Linked DNA regions of Sus scrofa: region 1 is linked to region 2. A link is a contact called in public Hi-C data. All regions are on one chromosome and are shown on one strand. Each heading gives the region's core, a stretch centred on a gene start, on an enhancer-like site or on the middle of the called end of the contact. The rest is flanking DNA. Distances are from core to core; before and after follow the strand shown.

What was found. A called contact is a pair of places that touch in the nucleus more often than the background predicts.
Region 1: a contact with region 2 is called in a Hi-C map of skeletal muscle, with 6 times the contacts expected there. The contact joins the promoter of GTF2E2 here to the promoter of GSR in region 2. A contact is called at or near these places in 1 of 5 promoter capture datasets (liver), 11 of 47 Hi-C or Micro-C datasets (embryonic fibroblasts, heart right ventricle, liver and 3 more) and 2 of 2 datasets of contacts at active chromatin or transcription factors (alveolar macrophages and skeletal muscle).

Annotation. Positions count from the first base shown.
Region 1 is chr15:54,442,717-54,448,359 of Sscrofa11.1, reverse strand. It overlaps GTF2E2 (general transcription factor IIE subunit 2), which reads right to left and starts at 3,880. Exons shown (of 9, transcript NM_001244861.1): 1 at 3,684-3,880; 2 at 135-304. The coding sequence starts at 300.
Region 2 is chr15:54,379,813-54,385,363 of Sscrofa11.1, reverse strand. GSR (glutathione reductase, mitochondrial) reads right to left here and starts at 2,800. Exons shown (of 13, transcript XM_003483635.4): 1 at 2,007-2,800. The coding sequence starts at 2,303.

The sequences.
Region 1 (5,643 bases), core at 2,631-5,130, 62 kb before region 2:
ATTCCATCCCACATCCTCAACAAAGTACCTAACAATCAATATGAATGCTGAACTGAAAAATGAACTTGCCATGACTATAAACTGTTTTCTGAAAAATAAAAACTAAACAGCCCTAAACAGTCAATTCTACTAACCAGAATTTTGTTTAGAGCTTGATGATCCTCCATGTTCTAGCTTTGCTTTTTTCTTCTTTGATGATGATGATGATGACTCAGAAGATACTGAGCGTTTTTCTACTACAGGAGTGGAAAGAGCCCGTTTTCTGAACAGCTCCCGTTCTCTCAAAAGGCTTGGATCCATAATGCTGCAAAGATAAATATCAGTTTCTTTAATACAGATTCCAGTCACTCCAATCTATATGCCAAATCCACAGGTTTCAACAAGAAACCTAACAAAACTACCTTTTATTAGTTCTCTAGCACTTGTATTTATTCACTTATTCACACAAAAAATCTTTAATTAGTTCCTGTTATGTGCCAAGCACTGTACTAGGCACCAGTAAAAAGAAAATTATTTCATTAAGTGAAGAGGCTGGATTAATATTTGCTAGAAATAGCTACAGAAAATTCCTGATTTAGAAGGAGTAAGACTAGACTTTTTCAAGTTTTTCCCCAGTTCTAAACGTGTACAATTCTAAGCCACATCAGTATAACCAGGGAAGGCAGAGGTCATTAACCAACTATTTAAAAACATTCCTCTCTTGTCTGAACCCTGGGGAGGGTCTCAGGAGCACACAAGCTGACTATGTAAACGTTTTCTACACTGTTGAGACTAGTGTTCTTAAGTTAGGAAGAAAGGTCCAGAGGAAAGAGGAGACTATCTTACACCCTGAAAGCCTTCAAGCATGGGGTAGCTCAATAAATACTTGTAAAATGAATAATGGGTGGAAGAACATCTTTGAATTGCTCTAGCCTCATTATTAATGGTTTCGTAAGCCTTTATTAAATGTCTTGTTTGTGAGGCTCTGTACTCCAAGCTTTGAAAAGTTCTGGAAGATAAATCCTTGCCTTCAAGCAGCTTATGTGGAGAACATGAAAGCACTAAGCACCTCACTTCAAAAGCAATGAATAAAACATGACAGCATGCTAAAATTAAAAAATACAAGCACTGGGAGTTCCTGCTGTGGTGCAGAGGAAACAAATCCGACTAGTATCCATGAGTACACAGGTTCGATCCCTGGTCTTGCTCAGTGGGATAAGGATCCGGCATTGCCATGAGCTGTGGAGCAGGTCACAGACGAGACTCAGATCCCCTCATTGCTGTGGCTGTGGAGTAGGCCAGCAGCTGTAGCTCTGATTCGACCCCTAGCCTGGGAACCTCTATATACCACCAGTGCAGCCCTAAAAAGCAAAATAAATAAATAAATAAATACAAACACTGATAAGAAATAATCAGAGGAGTTTCCCTGTGGCACAACAGGTTAAAGATCCAACATTGTCACTGCAGCAACAGTGGCACAGGTTCGATCCCTGACCCAGGAACTTCTACTAGGCATGGCCAAAAAGAAAGAAAAAGAAATAATCAGAGTAAACTTCAGTTAAGGAAGGAAGGATCACTGGCCCTAGACCTTGAATCAAAGACATGCCTTCTCCCCTCAATTCTTTTGTGTGTTTTTTTGCTGTTGTTGTCTTTTTAGGGCCAAACCTGTGGCACATGGAGGTTCCCAGGCTAGGGGTTGAATCAGAGCTGTATCTGCCGCCTACACCACAGCCACAGCAATGAGGGGATCAGAGCCTCGTTTGCGACCTACACCACAGCTCACGGCAATGCCGGATCCTTAACCCACTGTGCCAGGCCAGGGATGGAACCTGCGTCCTCATGGATACTAGTCAGATTCATTTCCTCTGAAACGATAGAAACTCCTCCCCTGAGTTCTAATCCCTAACAGCAACATGACCTGGGGCAAGCCACTAGAACTCTCTAAATCCAACATTACCATAAGTAAAATGAAGATACTACCAGTGCTTTCTACATCTAGCCCAACTGTAGGAATAAAATGAGAAAATGTTTGTGAAAGCTATTGTTCAAATAGTAGAGTTATAAATATATGTTATTTCAGTACTACTGTTTTGAGGTGAATCTGAAAAGAAATGACAGACCTGTAATACTGGGGTGAGGAAGCTAAAGGGACAGTCTTGGGGTAGGGAAAGTGTGAGAAGAAGAAAGAATTCCCAAGTGATAAGGCAGGGGCAACATCTGTACCTGTTTATTTCTCCTTGTAAACGATAATTAATCCAGGTTTTTGTAGTGATTTTAACAGATTTAAATAAAGGCCTCACAGTTCACATAAACCTAAATGCTTACAGCATTTGACCCTCACAACTTTATAACAGGTATTTTGTTTTATTCCTTTTTCTTTTTTTTTTTTTTGTCTTTTTAGGGCCACACCTACAGCATATGGAGGTTCCCAGGCTGGGAGTTGAACTGGAGCCATAGCTGCTGGTAAACACCACAGCCACCGCAACTCGGGATCCGAGGTGCATCTTCGACCTACACCACAGCTCAGTGCAACGCCAGATCCTTAACCCCCTGAGTGAGGCCAGAGATTGAACCTGCATCCTCATGGATACTAGTCAGATTGGTTTCCGCTGAGCCATGATGGGAACTCTGCTTTATTCCTATTTTAACACGTAAAATCTGAAGTGAAAAGAGGACATGATTAAGGTCACACAGCTGAAAGAACAGAACCAGGAATGGAACTACTGTGGTTCCCCAATCAGGTGTTCCTTACTCCAGACCTGAAATGATGGTATATGGCCTCCAAAACAAAGACGACCTGTGTGGTATGGGTAACGTTTAATGGCACCTGGAACAGAAGGCTTAATATCTTCCACCATCATATGCTCCATCTAACTTTTGCTCCTTTTTTTCAGACTACTCAGTATCTATAGGGTTTGACATGTACTGAACTGTGTGGCAGACAGGAGACATCACCCTGACCATTTTACATTAAACAATACAAAAAAAACAACATGGCCACAACTGAGTTCACGTGTTCTTCCACTGAGACGCCAAAAACGAATGAAAATCTGCTGGCTCCAAAGCCCACATTCTTTCCACTTTTTCATTTGACGTCAACTTTTCTACTTTTCCTCTCTTGCCTCTTTGCCTGGTGCCAACATGGCTATGAATAGCCGGCAAGCTGAGAACACAGACTGCTTACCTCTTAAATAACAGAAATGTTGAGGCGAACGGCAAAAAAAAAGTACAGCAGCGATTTGTTTTGGAAAACAAACTTTGCAAAAACAACTATTACAACTCTAAGTTTAGAAATCCTTCCAAACAATGTCTCCCAAAGGCAGGTGGAAAAAGAAAAAAAAAAAAAAAGTCCGTGAAGGGGCCTGAAATCACAGCCTTTAGTTAGCCGGACAACGTGGTTCCCCAAACTCCACACGCCGGGATGGTGCAGCTACTGCTAATATGAACTTGAAGGCTAAGCAGAGGCACAATCGGCTCTCAGATTCGAATTTCCCCTCTTTCCAACCCAAAAGTTTTCTCAGTGAACCCCCAGCCTAAAAGACAATGCTCCCGAGAAGTTATTACCGGGTTTAAGATCTTCGCGGAGGGAAGGGCAGCTCCAGCCTCCCGCGTGGTGGGAGACCCGCTCACCCCCGGGAGGAGGCGGCCCGCGGGAACAACAGGCCGGGGTTCTGCGCCCCTCACACAGCCGCCGCAGCACCCACCTGAGCCAGGAGGGCCGTCCCACACGCCTCCGCCGCGACCAGCCACCCACGCCCGCTTGGCCGCCGCTTCCTGTTCGTCGTCAGCGCCCCCGCCCGCACGCCCGCCCAGCGCTGCCCCGCCAGGTCGGGGTCCTAGCACTGGCGGCGGCGGCGGCGGCGTCCGAGGAGGCGACTCGGCCCCGGGCTCCGCCCGCCACTTCCTGATCTTACGGCTCTGAACTCAGTCCCGGCAGCCACCGCGGCGGCGCGGCGGCCGCAGAGAACGCGCGTGCGTCATCACGTGCCCCGCCTGGGTAGAGCTGAGGGGGTCAACCAGCTGGGGCGTCCCGGATCTCCTTGACAGCCCGAGAGAGGCTGGGGGCGGGACTTTGATGGGAGTACTGAAGACGCTGCCAAGAGGGAAGAAATTTTTCTTTTACAGGAGTAGAAATATGAAGCTAATAGATCCTCCTGCAGCGTGCGCTGGGATCTGCTCAATTCGAGTGACGACGAGAGTTTTCAAGTTATTGTCTACAGGTGTTCTGTGACTTTACATCAAATGCCAATCACCATCACCTAAACGTCAAAAGAACATTGACGTTTTACAAGCGAGGAAGCAAGAAAGCAAGTGAAACTAAATGGTGTGCTCAAGACAGCACAGCTAGCAAAGGCAAATCCTGTCCTGAAGTCCAGTTTCCGAACTCCTAACCACTACCCCTGTGAACCCTCTTAGAAAAGGATTTTGGATTGAGACGCAGCATAAAGGGGTAGAAATAAAGCGACGAAAAAGATTGGCTTTGTGCACAGCCAGCAATGTGTTTGCGGTGTCAGATTTTCTGTAACTCTCCTTTCCTAACTCTTATAACCTGAAGCCAGTACCCAACTGTTCTGTGGCTGTCCTTTAACTGGTTACTCCTCACCTTACTTAACCTGTTTCAGTTTTCTCATCTGGTAAATGGGAATAACAATTGTCCTAGCACAATGGGTTACTTGCATTGGACTCTTGGGAAGATTGAATGAGATAATACGTAAATTTTTTTATTTTTTATTTATTTATTTATTTATTTTTGTCTTTTGAGGGCCGCATCCATGGCACATGGAAGTTCCCAGGCTAAGGGTCAACTCAGAGCTACACCACAGCCGCAGCACCTCAGCATCTGATCTGTGACTAAGACCTTCACCACAGCTCACCGCAATGCTGGATCCTTAACCCACAGAGCAAGGCCAGGGATGGAACCGCGTCCTCATGGATACCAGTTGGGTTCGTCAACCACTGAGCCACGGCGGGAACTCCGAGATAATATGCAAATTTTTATTCAAAACTTGGGAATAGGAGTTCCCATTTGTGGCTCAGTAGAAATGAAAATAAAGCCAAAAGATGATTGTGTGGCTTTTTTTTTTTTTTTTTTTTTTTGTCTTTTCTTGGGCCGTTCTCGCGGCATATGGAGGTTCCCAGGCTAGGGGTCTAATCGGAGCTGTAGCCACTGGCCTATGCCAGAGCCACAGCAACGCGGGATCCGAGCCACGTCTGCGACCCACACCACAGCTCACAGCAACGCTGGATCCTTAACCCACTGAGCAAGGCCAGGGATCAAACCCACAACCTCATGGTTCCCAGTCGGATTCGTTAAACACTGCACCAAGACAGGAACTCCGATTGTGTGGCCTTCTTAAAATTGATTTCATGCTAGAGGATTTTGTAATAAATGCACTTGCATCTGACACCCTCAGGAATGTAACTTCATTTGGATAACAATTTATTAGGACTCAGAGGGTTCATAACCCAGGAGAGTCAGAGATTGGTGGAAAAAAAAAGAAAACTGATAAGGTATAATAAGGAGAAGGAGCAGTCATTCATAGCAAAAGATAATTCTGTTGTGGCGCAGCAGAAATGAATCCGACTAGTATTCATGAGGATGCGAATTCGATCCCTCACCTTACTCAGTGGGTCGGGGATCCCCTGGTTGCCCTGAGCTGCGGT
Region 2 (5,551 bases), core at 1,551-4,050:
TCTTCTCTCAATGACAGTAATTCGTTATTATCCACAGCAATTAATACAGACTGCCCCACTCTGGGGTTGACTGTCTACATTCTGTTCTCCCATCATGTTATAAATTTCCTGAGGGAAGGGATCTTAGTCTTACAAATGTTGATATCTACCCTCTCCTCTCTGCCAGCCCCAATCCAAACACTTAGCATTTAGAGAATTAAGGACACAAACTAATGAAGTGCTTTGTTCAGAATGCCTCAAGTGTCCCCATACCTGCTTAGAAATCTCTGCACATAAGAAGTTTATTATCACACCAGTGGACAGCCCAGATAACTAGAAACCTGGAACAAATCTCAACTCAGGTCTTATCAATTAGTTATATCTTCTGATATTCAACGCATACCACGCCCTTCCTCGCAGTTCAAAACCAAAATGGAGTTGAAGAGCCCAAATGGAATGTCATAAAAATGTTAGAGGATTTTCCCCAAGAGATCAATGTTTACTAAAAAATAAAAGTTGCTGCAGCAGAATGAGATAAGCAAGACCATGCACTATAAGGAAGCAGGAAATGGCTGATTCTCCTGAGCTTTTCTTTGCCCGCACTCTCCTCTGGGAAGCAGTTTATCTCATAATGTTAACGTATTCACATTTCTAGCAGGAACCTAAGAACAGGGTGAACCCCTTCTTGACTAGTATCAGTGGAACTAGGCAATGACCATGGATGCCACAAACTGATTATGACATACATGGGGAAGGAGGAAAACAGAGGAAAGTAGAGAGGGACAAAGACAAGAGGTTGTCAAGTGATCTCACCAGTTGTGGGGGGTGGGGCACACTTAGTGGTATCCCTCCACCTGCCTTCTGCAGAGACAGACTTCTAAGAGTCTGTCTAAAGTGTCAAGGTGTTAAGTTGATAATTAACAGTCTTTTCTTTCCTCGTTCCTACTTTCATTTTGAACTTAAAAACCGAGCACTGGACACTAGAGTCAGCCCTTTCACAGCTGTTAATTGTGAGCTTAATTCACATACGGTTACAGAGTAAGGTCTTTGTTAAGTGGTAAGAGATTGCAAACATATGAACATGTCTGCCCTTAAGGGGACATGTAGTGTAATTTAAGCATCCACCCCCACAGGAACGCATCCCCAGTGCCAGGTTACTTTTGTATACAATATTTTAATATTAACAGAGCAAGTACCTCACCCAACTCTTATGATATAAAAGGCCACACCAATAACTTGGGAACGAAACCTGTTCTTTAAATGAAAAGTTTATCAACTGCAGGATTTACAACCCTCTTTTTTGGGGGGTGGGGGATAATTTTAAAATCTCCCCTCCAACGAGACAGGACAAACAAAAGATCTGAGAACTCCTTTAATAGTATATCCTAAATCAATGCAGCCTGTAATCAGTGGTTCTCAACCTTAATTGCAATTCAGAATCACCCTAGGCCGAGGCTACCCACAGGCAGAACTTTTTCAACTCCTCAGGTGATCCGAATGTGCAGCCGAAAGTGTGAACCGCTGCTGTAAATCATTCTGCCCTTGAAAATGAAAGGAGAGGACCGCAAGTCAATGACATAGGCTCCATCCTCCCTTTCCCCCCTTCCCAGAGACGCAGGCAAGCTGCAGTTATCCAGGTGCAGTTTTGGGTTCATAGATTTGGTAATGAGATAGAGCATGGACTACAATACCCTTCCGCCTTGAGGACTGAGGATGCAGGAAAGTTACGTTAGATTTAACCACCTCCTGCCAGCGTTATTATTGCACCTGCGCTGGAACAGGCGCAGGCTTAGCTTCGGGGGCCGCGGAAAAAAAACTGTACACTTCTCTCATCTAAACTTGCTGGGATCCCGCCTCTGACTCGGGTGGGAAAGCGGAAAGGGCAGCGCCAGAGCTCACTAGGAAGGAGCACAGAACGTTTCTGCAGAGAGAGGAGGAAAGAAAGCGGGGCCTCGGGCGCGGTGCTGCAGGGGCCGAGGCGCAAGGAGCAGCACCAGGAGCAGCACCGGGAGAGCGCGGGTACTCACGCAAGTGCCGCCCAGCTTGTGGCTCTCCACCACCGCGGCCCGAGCGCCCAGCTCCGCCGCCCGGCGCGCGCTGGCCAGCCCGCCGGAGCCGCCCCCGATCACCAGGTAGTCGAAGGAGGTCGCGACGCTGCGGGCTGGGGGCCAGCACTGTGGCTGCGACTCCTGCCTGCTCGCCATGGCTCGGGGGAAGACGCTGGCGGGTCGGGTTGGAGGCGGCGCGAAGCGGGAGAAGGCGCGCGCCGCCTGCCGCCAGCTGGGGCCCGCGCTAGCGCTCAGGGTCCAGACCAGCAGGGCCATGCACGCGGAAGTGTGCGCCGCGGGGGTGCGGCCCGGGGGCGGGCCCCGGGGAAGAAGGGGGGCCGCGCGGGCACCCGGCCGGCGCAGCCTCACGGTGACTAAGCACCCGACCCGAGCGAAGGGGGAGGGGGAACGGGGTGGGGGCGGGGCTCGCTGACCGAGGCTTGGCGGGACTGGGGTGGGCAGGCGCGGAGGGGCGGTGTTGCCCGCCCCCCGTGCCCCTGGGTGCAAACCAGCCCGCTCTGCCCCAAATGGGGGTCACCTTTCCTGGATCTCTCCGCCTGGGTCTTCACCCCAGCACGAGTCCGCGAGCCCGAGTGGCATCAGCCGGATGTTGGTTTCTGAAGTCCCAAGGGGCCAAGGAGGATGAACACCTTCTTTTGTTCCCCCAGCCTTTTCTGAGCGGGCCCCTTGGGAGATGCCAGGGGCGACGAATTCTCAGGGAAGGGAGATTTGTCCACCATCGTTTTTGAGGGCGCTGTTTCTCACGGTTTGAGCAACAGACCACCTGAACCCTGGGTCTTAACCCGGATCTACTAAATCGGAAGCTCTAGGTCAGGACCTCAGCAATCTACATTTTAAACACCCCTTCTTTCCAGCTCTCAGGTGAGTTCTAAACATACTCTGTGAGACATTGGGACAGAAGTTTTTGTGATCCATGGATGAAGCATAAAGATAACAAACGTAGAGATAGAGACACAAAGAGTTCCCCCTATAGCGCAACCGGATGGGCGGCGTCTTGCGAGCCCAGGGACGAAGGTTTGATCTCTGGCCCAGAGCAGTGGGTTAAGGATCCCATGTTTCCCTGCAGCGTAAGTCACCAATGCGACTCAGATCTGATCCCTGGCCCCGGGAACCCCATTATGCCACTGGGCAGACAAAAAAGAAAAAAACACCCAGCACTTTGCTCCCAAACTGTCGAGACTGGGATGTCATTTTACAGTGTTTGGACTACCAGTTGGTAGTTGTAAATGAAGTTGGAGCCGTCAATGAAGTAGTAAGTAAATAAATCTGTGTGGCCTGAGCCTATCACCCACAAGGCTGAGAGCACTGCAGTCAGAGGACTGAAAGTTCAGGTTGAATCACAGAGAAGCTAGGCCCAGCACCCTGAAGAGGAGTGGGAACTAAGTACTCTCCAGTTAGAATGGTATCCAGTTATTTTAAGGTGTTTTGTTTTGTTTTTTTCCTGATTAAAATGTAATGGAGGGAGTTCCCGTTGTGGCTCAGCAAGTTATGGATCTTTCCTTCTCTCTGTGAGGATGTGGGTTTGATCCCTGACCTGGCTCAATGGATTAAGCAGCCAGTGTTGCTGCAGTAAGTCAGAGATGCCACTCCAGTATTGCAGGGGCTGTGGCATAGGCGTCGGCTGCAGTGACAGTTCAAACCCTAACCTCAGGTGCAGCCCTAAAAAGAAAAAAAAATGTAATAGAGGGAAAGGAAGGAAAGTTCCTCCTTCCACCAGGCTGCCACATAATAAATGTACACAAAACAACAGAGTTAGAAAAATCCCATTTTAGGAGTTCCCATTGTGGCTCCAAGGGTTAAGACCCTACATAGTGTCCATGAGGTTCAGTCCCTGGCCTTACTCAGTGGGTTAAAGATTGGCATTGCTGCAAGCTGCAGCATAGGTTGCAGATTCTGCTCAGATCTGGCATGGCTGTGGCGTAGGCTAGCAGCTGCAGCTCCAATTTGACCCCTAGCCCGGGAACTTCCATATGCTGCAGGTGCAGCCCTAAAAAGAAAAGGAAAGAAGAAAAAAAATCACCATTTTACAGCTGTCATAGTTATCATTGTGTCATTAGATATCAGTGAATATTAAAACCACTGGATGCAAGTTTGACGAGGGAAGGTGTATTTACACAATCAGAATATGTCCCCACAGATTGCTTATTAATCACGAAAGGGAAAATGGTGACTTTACAGTGGGCCAGATACCACCTTATACAAGTGATCAAAATTGAGCATTGCCAGTCATGAGACAGCCGTCATTGTGTGCCTGGTGATGTGTGACAGAGTTAGCAGTACACAATTTATGTGATATTCCTGCTAGAAATCCATAACCTGAATCTTATCTTGAGTTAGCACTCAGAAAAGGACACATTGAGGGAAATTTTACAAATAACTAGCTTATACTCTTCAAAAGCTGTCAATGTCTTAAAAACAAAGGTTATGGAATTTTTCCAGGCTAAAAATGTTGAAGAATTATGAGGACTAAGGGCAAGGTTTGATCCTGGATGGGATTCTAGATTGGGGAAATTTTCATATAAAGGATGATTGGTGACATTTGAATATGACTTGTATAATATGTCATGATACTACAACAGTGTTAAGTTTCTGGGCTTGAGAACTGTACTGTGGTTAAAAGAAATTACACACATGTATTTAGGAGTAAAGAGTCTGAGTCAGAGTAGCTTGGTTTCATATCCCCCCACAGGCACTGTCATAGTCACATAATCCCTCTGAGAGTTAGTTTCTTCTTGCAGGAAGTAGGAAGGCTGACAAAAAGGAGATGGTCATATCAAAATAGGGGAGGAATGAGCTAGCAGTAACTGGAAGTAGTAAGTAGTAAGCAGAGTGGTGCCGATTGGCTGGATGGTAGGCAGCTCGAAGAGGGTAGTGGGAGATGGGTGGAGTCCTGGAAAGCCTTGCTAGTAACCAGGCTAAGGCATTTAGACCTTACTCCATGGGCAATAAGGAGTCTCTGGAGATTTTTCAGAGATGTCTTTCTCTGGAATTAGATGAAATGGATTGAAAATAGTGAAACAGGCAGTGTAGGAGGCAAAGGTAATAGATGGCAGTATTGAGAACAGACTGAAAGAAACAGATTGGACACATTTAAGGAAGTGAAATTGACAGATTGGGGGAAGGGTACAAGAGTCAAAGATGCCAAGTCTTTTTCTTTCTCTTCTTTTTTTTTTTTTTTTAGGGCCACCTGCAGCATATGGAAGTTCCCAGGCCATGGGTGGAATCAGAGCTGTAGCTACCAGCCTATGCCACAGCCACAGCAACACAGGATCCTAGCTGTGTCTGCGACTTACACCACAGCTCACGGCAGCGGGGATCCATCCTTAAACCAATGAGAGAGGCCAGGGCCTGAACCTGTGTCCTCATGGATCCTAGTTGGGTTTGTTAACTGCTGAGCCAAGAGGGACCTCCCAAAGATGACAAGTCTTGAACCAGGAAATATGGGAGGAAAGTGATGCCTTAAAGCAAACATAAAAACGATAAAAGGAGATAAAGGTCGACAT